Regions from separate parts of the Mus musculus genome. Here region 1 is linked to region 2. Evidence: chromatin contacts called from public promoter capture Hi-C data. All regions are on one chromosome and are shown on one strand. Each heading gives the region's core, a stretch centred on a gene start, on an enhancer-like site or on the middle of the called end of the contact. The rest is flanking DNA. Distances are from core to core; before and after follow the strand shown. Region 1 has its middle 130 kb from the start of Slc7a11. Region 2 holds the start of 2610316D01Rik (RIKEN cDNA 2610316D01 gene).

Region 1 (3,900 bases), core at 1,379-3,878, 4.9 Mb before region 2:
AGAGGTAGTTTTAAGTATAACCTATTCCTTTTTCAGTTACAGAGCTCACTGATTCCTTCAGTGAAGAACTTGGTTTCTTTGTATAAGAAAGAGCTTGTGCTGCCCACTTTCCTGTCTCTTCATTAGAAAACTGAAAATTTCAAAATAAAGTGCTAGAAACTCTTTTAAATTCCCTGTCAAAAGAAAAGCCCCTGTAATTAGTAGCTGGTAATTATGTATTCCTCGTCCTCCATAAACACCAGCCTTCATCGGAAAATAACACTGTAGAAGCTTTGATTGTTTTAGTTCCCCACAAACAGGCATTTAATTTCTTCAAAGGAAAAGGAACATGTTTCTCTCCCTCAAGTTGACTCATTAAACACAGTAGCAATCAAAGTAACCAGCTATGGAGACAAAGGCAGTGGTGAGATTTGGCCCACTTACTGCACACATGCATCTATTTCTATACTGTATTACACGACTCATGCTAGGGCAGGCACCATGAATAGGGCCATAAGGAGGGTGGCATGAAACTGCACAAAGTAGATGTTAGCACATGCTTTTATAAAAAGACTGAAATACTGAAAGAAGGCCCTGTCATCGTCTTCTTCTTCTTCTTCTTCTTCTTCTTCTTCTTCTTCTTCTTCTTCTTCTTCTTCTTCTTCTTCTTCTTCTTCTTCTTCTTCTTCTTCTTCTTCTTCTTCTCCTTCTCCTTCTCCTTCTCCTTCTCCTTCTCCTTCTCCTTCTCCTTCTCCTTCTCCTTCTCCTTCTCCTTCTCCTTCTCCTTCTCCTTCTCCTTCTCCTTCTCCTTCTCCTTCTCCTTCTCCTTCTCCTTCTCCTTCTCCTTCTCCTTCTCCTTCTCCTTCTCCTTCTCCTTCTCCTTCTCCTTCTCCTTCTCCTTCTCCTTCTCCTTCTCCTTCTCCTTCTCCTTCTCCTTCTCCTTCTCCTTCTCCTTCTCCTTCTCCTTCTCCTTCTCCTTCTCCTTCTCCTTCTCCTTCTCCTTCTCCTTCTCCTTCTCCTTCTCCTTCTCCTTCTCCTTCTCCTTCTTCTTCTTCTTCTTCTTCTTCTTCTTCTTCTTCTTCCTCCTCCTCCTCCCCGTCCTCCTCCTCCTCCCCCTCCTCTTTGTTGTGTGTGTATTTTCTCAGATCCATCTTCATTTTCATTTGTGTATGCATTCATGTATATGCAGGTGAGCATGGGAATATGTGGAGGTCAAAGGTGCACAACACGGACATTACTCGGCCAGTTGCTTCTTCATCCTGTTTACTTGCTTATTCACTTATCTATTCATTTATTATATATGTATGGTATATGCATATGTATATGTGTGGTACATGTGCATGCATGTGTATGCACGCAAGCAAAGAAGCAAGAGTGATGCCATGTGTATTCATCTTTAGCTCTCTGCTGTTGTTTTTCTGAGACAGAGTGTCTCAGTGAACCCAGAGCTCTCTGATTTGGCCTTTCTTGCTGGCTGGAGGTCTCTGGGGAATCCACCTGTCTCGGCTTTCCCAGCACTGAGATCATTGAGCCCGCTAGACTTTTATACATAGCTGTAGAAGATATAAACCGTTATACTTTCATGGCAAGCACTTTTCCTACTAAGCCAGATCCCCAATGTATGTTCCTGGGAATTTTGAAAGCAACTTGTTATCTCCTGCTGAAGTCAGTTTTATAGGAGACTTTGACTCCATGTTAGGTCTTCTGCCCTTGTTCCCAAACCTAGACATTACACCTCCATCCATTCTCTGGATTTGTAAAACACTTCTGTCTTCCATGACTTGAGAATCAAATGGCCCTAAAGCTTTGCCAAATTTGTAGTAATTCATCATTTACCTGTTCAAAGGAAGGTGCCTACAAAATAGAGCAAAATGATTTGTTCTTATTCTTCACAAGCCGTTCTGTACTGGTCTTGCTGATCTTCACAACTGCATTGCCTTGTTGATAATTATTTATTTTTTACTTTTTAAGAAAGCATTCAGAACAGTATCTCATTTCACTTTGTGTCTTCCTGATTGGTCTGCTGGTTTGCAGTTTGTTTTCCACTTAAATCGTGATGTTTCTCAGGTAACTTCCACAGGCACTGGACAATGAGATACTTGAAAGTTAAAAAAGGAAAGAGACTACTTCAATGGTAATTAAAGACTCTCTGGGTATTTTATTCCCTTTACTTCTTAGTAAAGTATATGGTTTTCTCCTAAAGAATGTTGTCTTCCCTCTCACTGAAAGATAGCTGACTTTTAAAAAGTGACAACTCCAATAATCATTGACATTCATGTGTGGTACCCTGTGCAACTAGTTTAGTGTTCAATGTCTAGCATGCTCTCTAGTTGCTGCCATAGTATTGTGAACACAGAAGCAAAGGCCATGACTACTAGGAAAGGCAGTTAATGGTCATAGGTCTCAGTACTAAATGGCTTATTCTTTCCTAAAATTGTCCAGAGGAAGATCCTGTTCATATCATGTGGGAGCTTCATGCCTAATTCCTTTGCACACACTCCTGTAATGTTTTGCATTTCATGTCCCTAATGTGCACTGAGTTGCTTTAAGTGAGACTCTGCAATACTTCTGCCACTTGATATCTCCCTTTCATCTTTTCTCTTGGTAAGAGTTCACGTTCTCACCTAATAGACCCCGATGAAGAGGTTGTTGCCACCTTAGGCTTTGGATAGTCTTCCAGTGTCCCTTGTCCTACTTCCAGTGGCCTCTTCCTACCTGGGTCACCTTTAGAATCCATCATTCTCTTTCCCATGCTTCTGCTTTGAAAGGAGAGATGTGTCTTGGAAAGTTAAAATCCCTGTTCTAAAACTTTGAGAGTGGCACTCTTAATGCAAGTTATATGGCCATTTTCTTTCCCTGGAAAATAGATCATTATAGAACATAGGGAAATAATCAGTTAAAAACAACAACAGCAGCAGCAACACCACCCAGGGTCAAATTTAACCAAAATTTTTTGAGTCAATAAAATAAAAATAGAAAGTTTAAGTAAAAGAATTTTTCAAATTAGAAAAGGAGGTTTATATTATAGGTCTAAAGGAATTTTCCCTAAAACAGTGCAGAGGCTGTAAAATATATAATTATTTCTCTACTCTAAAAACAATTTATCATCTAAACAACAGAGTAATCCTGGGAAAAATACCAAATTGCTTCCATTGTAATCAGCTTTGTTGTTGTGAGCCATCTCTCTCTCTCTAGCAGCCAAAGGGCTATTAACTTACTGTGAAATTTTGAAGTGCCCTAACTACCAGATTCTGTGAACAACACATACTACACATAAAAGGAAACTTCAACAACTCAGTGCACAACCTTCAGATCTCCCCACGAGGGAATGATAATTGACAGAATTAATGAGAGTATTCGATTACACACAGAGCAATTTTCATCACGGGTAGAGCAGGCCACTAGCCACGAGTCGCATTGTAATGGAGGTCCTCTCAGAAGGAGCGCGGGCTCTTGATTTATTGAAAGTAATCTGTAAATGGTGGTACTATACCTGCTGACTACTGTAGAAATAATTTACAAACATTAATTGCAGGAAAGAGTAGAGCCATTTGCTTCAAAGAGCCCATCAGCAAGCTGTCCTTCCTGTTTTATCAGTAGGCAAAGCTGAGAGCAAATAACAGATGGAAGTGTCCCTCGGTAGCGGCACGGAGTACTGGTGAAATATAGCACAATCTTCCTCCAGTGTGTTATGTTTTTAACAGGGGAGGATCAGAAGCAGAAGAGTCCAGGCTAGGATGAATGACTCCGCCGGATGAAACATCCCTTTCTTCTGGGAAGATTCCTATAGCAGATTGAGCGCAGGCTGTTGATTTCTGAAGCTTGATACAGTGTCATTACCAAAATGCATCTGGAAAAGTCTTAGCAAAGGGGATAAAACCTCAGAAGGCCAAGGGGAATCTGAGGCCTGTTCTAGTCTCT
Region 2 (3,938 bases), core at 212-2,711:
CAAGGAGTTGGTCCCCACGTCTGGGTCGAAGGCGCTCTCCAAGGGAAAGCGGGTGCCTGGCGTGGCGCTCTCTGAGATCTCCACTGTCAGGTCGGGCTCTGGGAAGGAGGGAGGGTTGTCATTGATGTCCAGCACTTCGATCTCCACTCGGAACAGCTCCAGCGGGTTCTCCAGAAAGACCTCCAGGTGCAGGACACAAGAGGGGCTCTGCTTACAGATTTGCTCGCGATCTATCTTCTCGTTTACGTACAGAACCCCGGTCTCCAGATTGAGGTCCAAGTAAGGGGTCCGTGAGTTGGCCACCGTCTGAAACCTGCGAGCTGAAAGTTTTGTAATGTCCAAGCCCAGGTCTTCAGCGATATTCCCCACGAAAGTGCCATGTTCCTGCTCTTCCTGCACAGTATAATGAAGCTGGGAAAAGACTCCGTCCACCATCCAGAGCAAGGCAAAGAATAACAGCACAATCATTTCCAAAAGGAAAAGGAAGCAGCTCCCCTGTAGCCAGCCAGCCACCCCGATCACCGCCCCCCAACCACCACCACAAAAAGAATAATAATAATCTAAAAAATATAAATAAAAGTGTGCTGCGTGGGGGGGGGGCTCCTGTGGCTGTATTAAAATTTTGATTCCTTTTGCTTCATTTTAGAGCGTCTCCAAATCGAGCCTCATTTTTCAATCTTAGCGCAGAAAGGGTGACAGATGTCCCCTATGCTCAGCCGTAATCTTCCCACTGACCAATTAATAAAATAACGATCATACAATAGTCAGCCTCCTTTATTCCGACAGTGTTGGCGCAACGCGGCGCTGGCAAATCCCAAGGAGGAAATTTCGATATTTCAAGACTGTCCTAGGTTTGTCTTCCTGCTGATGGGAGGAGAATGTGGAGGAGGAAGAAGAGGAGAAGGAGGAAGATGAAGAGGAAAAGAAGGTAGAGGAGATGCTGCCGGCACCACTGAACATGCCTCTTGATATCAACGGCTGGCAAACGCGAGCGGGGTTAAAGACAGCGAGAAAAATTTTTGCTGGAAAAACACGGAGCCGTTCTGCAGCATAAAACTTTCATTCTCTTCATTTCTCCGGATGGACGTTCCTCTTGTCATTTTCTTCCCTCTGTCTCTCTTTGCATCTCTTGGCTTTCATAGTCTTGTGTCTATTCTCAACTTCACTGGCTCTGGCTTTGCGTGAACACAACCAGCTATTTCTTTTCTGCTGTTTCCTTTGCAAGCCTCTCTCCCTCTAACCTGCCTCTTCTCCTCTCAGTCCATCCTGCCTCCTGCTTCAGCCCCAATGCTTGTGATCTCGGCTGGCAGTTTCTGAGCTCCGAGCGCTCCGCTTCTCTGTTTTTGCGCAGCGCCCTCATTCTGCCAACCAATCGCCGAGGAGCACCACCCACCGAGCGACTGTTCGTTGGCTAAAGTGGCCGTCAAGTAGTTACGTCACGCGGCAGCCAGGAGGGGCGGGGCAGAACGCTCGCTTTGGCTGCGGGAGTGAGTGTGAGTGTGAGAGCAAGAACAGCCCGCAGGTCCCGAGGCGCTTGCAGGGGACTCTGCCGCGGAAAGTTCCCAGTCCCCAGCCGCAGGTAATGGGCAGGGAATAAGAGAGGTTCCCCTGTTTGCATCAGCAAATACGAAAACATAATAGCAACAGCTGCGGTAGCCTCTCCAAGGAGCGGGGTTTCCAGTGACGCTAACATTCTTTTTTTCCTTTAAGGTGTTTTCCCTCCTGCTGATCGTGGAAAGAAATCACCAAGAAGAGGGGAAAGTTGCCCCGGGGCCGGTAGTCATGTAGGGGTTACCAAAGCAAGGGACTCTGGCAGAGATGCGCGCGGACAATTTAAATGCCGGCATAAAATGGCATGTGTCAATCAAAGCTAGAGGGTCAGAAGGGGAGGTGTGGGGAGGATAGACCAGGCTGCAAAGGGAGTGCGGAGGTGAATTCCCCCTAAAGCGGAGGGATTCAGACCAAGGGACTTGGGGCGACAGCTCCTATAGACGGGCAGATGGTTGAACGTCTACCCATCTAATGTCTACCCACAAAATGCTTGGTTACTAAATTAACTCGTTTGGGGACATTGCTTCGAACTGTGAGTACCCCAGTCAAGGACTGGGGGCTTCTTTGTAGTTTATGCATGGGAGCCCGCCATCGTTAAACCCACTCTAGGGCACCGGATCCAGCACCACCCATCACAGCGAGGCGCTAGCAATATCCCTGCGCCTCGCCTGGCCCCGCGCCAGGCAGCAGTGGCGAGCGCGGGCTTTTCTTTTCTTTTCTTCTTTTGCCTGATTTCTGTTTTAATTATTTATTTTTCTTTTACCCTTGGTGATCCATCCCTGCCTCCATAACTAGAGGGGGTGTGGGAAGAAGGTACATGCCCAGCCCGAAGACAGCTCTCTGGAGAATGACCGTGGGGTGGCCGCGAGGGCGGGCGGGGCGGTGCACACGCACACGGGGGATAGAGTGTGCACCGCTGCGGGAATCCACCGGCACGTTTGCACATTCCTGGTGCTGGCCCTCGTCCTCGCTGGCTGGCCACAAGCTGAGTTCGGTGCGAATCCCTGGGGAGCAGTCCGGGGATTCTGAGCCGCGCGCCTGACTAGCCACGGGTATCCACACGCCCAGTTCCCGGGAAGTTATAAGGCGGCGGGAACGAACTCTCCGCTGCTGGGAGAGCCCGCTGAATGCCTGTCCTTCAAGGATAAATATCGAAGAATACGTTTTAATACTTATCAACGTGCTGCCCGCAAGGAATAGGTTGTTTATTTTCCGGAGGAGCCGTTTAAGCCAAAGACTAGAATGACTCCCTAGAGGCTTCCCGGTAATGAATGACCCAGGAGTAACGCTACAGCAACCGAAGGGAAGGAATGGTACCACCCCTCCCCCTATACTGCCCTCCCCTCCCACCCCCCACCCCGCCCGCAAGGTACGCTACAGTGCCTTCTGGAAAGAAATTAGGAGTGCGCGTCCCCACGCGTGATTGACAGCGAGGCGTGCTCGGACCACTCGGGAGAGTCCGTGTTTAACGGCCTGTTCCCCTACCCCTACCACTTGCCTCTTGCGGAGAGATGGGTTCTACCTTTAAGAGGGTAGGTGGAAAAGGAGCCAGCAAACATGGCTAAGCCTTTTCCAGCTGCATTGAATTGACCATCCGCCAAAACCAAACCGCTACAGTTTAAAATGATTTTAGCGTCACGTCTGCGGCGGAGAATGAAGCGGCAGAGCAGAAAAAGGACCTGTGGATCAATGAAAAGGGGCTCAGAGTGTATCCGAATATTAATACACTGTGGCCATCTGTGCTTCCCGCCCCTCCCCCTCCCTTCAGAGCTACAACATTAAAATGCAATTTTTCTAGCACCCCAAGCTGACTCATCCGAAACCCTGGGCCTTTAAAAAAAAATCCAAACACGATGGTAATGCTTTAATGTGTTTATTTGTACGGACGGAACACTTGTGTGTCTGCATGTTTTCGTGTGAGAGACACGCTGCGGAATGACAGTGCAGATGTGCTGGCGGAGGTTTGTGTCTCGGAAAGGAGCTTGAAGTTCGAGCTGACTTAGGGCGTTTGCAGAACGCCGGCGAGCTTGCCGAGGTGGAGATGAGAACGTGAAGAGATGGCCAGATTTCCCTGAGATTTCCCTGTAAATAATCAGTGCATCCACTGTAACACTTGAGCCGCTTTTTTTTTTTTTTTTTTTTTTTTTTTTTTTTAAATGGTGGCAGCTGTGTTTGAATGGGGACCATTTCCAGAAACGTGGGTTGCAGGCGTCTCCTAGCGGCGAAAGCGGCATAGGGCAAGTGAAATGATTTTGCTGTGGAGCCCGCCTTCTGCCTTTGTAGGGTTTGCCTGCTGGGGGCTCTGCTGCATTCTGCAGGTCACGGAGGCCAGAGTCCAGGCCATCAAAGCAAAGCCAGGCTTCTCCACTGGTCCTGCCTCGCTGACT

The links. Promoter capture Hi-C pulls out the DNA fragments that hold promoters and counts their contacts.
Region 1: a contact with region 2 is called in a promoter capture Hi-C map of second pharyngeal arch cranial neural crest. The contact joins the enhancer-like site here to the promoter of 2610316D01Rik in region 2. A contact is called at or near these places in 2 of 39 promoter capture datasets (cranial neural crest and second pharyngeal arch cranial neural crest), 5 of 484 Hi-C or Micro-C datasets (cardiomyocytes, cerebellar granule neurons, cerebral cortex and 2 more) and 1 of 115 datasets of contacts at active chromatin or transcription factors (astrocytes).

Annotation. Positions count from the first base shown.
Region 1 is chr3:50,307,604-50,311,503 of GRCm38.p6, reverse strand. No RefSeq gene overlaps it. Among named protein-coding and RNA genes, the nearest start is that of Slc7a11, 130 kb to the left of the region's middle. Within about 2 kb of position 2,628, at least 17 of the 459 cell types and tissues checked have an H3K27ac peak or open chromatin away from gene starts, as enhancers often do. A contact at or near this core is called in second pharyngeal arch cranial neural crest, where this site is marked.
Region 2 is chr3:45,375,783-45,379,720 of GRCm38.p6, reverse strand. It overlaps 2610316D01Rik (RIKEN cDNA 2610316D01 gene), which reads left to right and starts at 1,461. Exons shown (of 9, transcript NR_045172.1): 1 at 1,461-1,579. It overlaps Pcdh10 (protocadherin 10), which reads right to left and starts at 1,323. Exons shown (of 5, transcript NM_001098172.1): 1 at 1-1,323. The coding sequence starts at 468.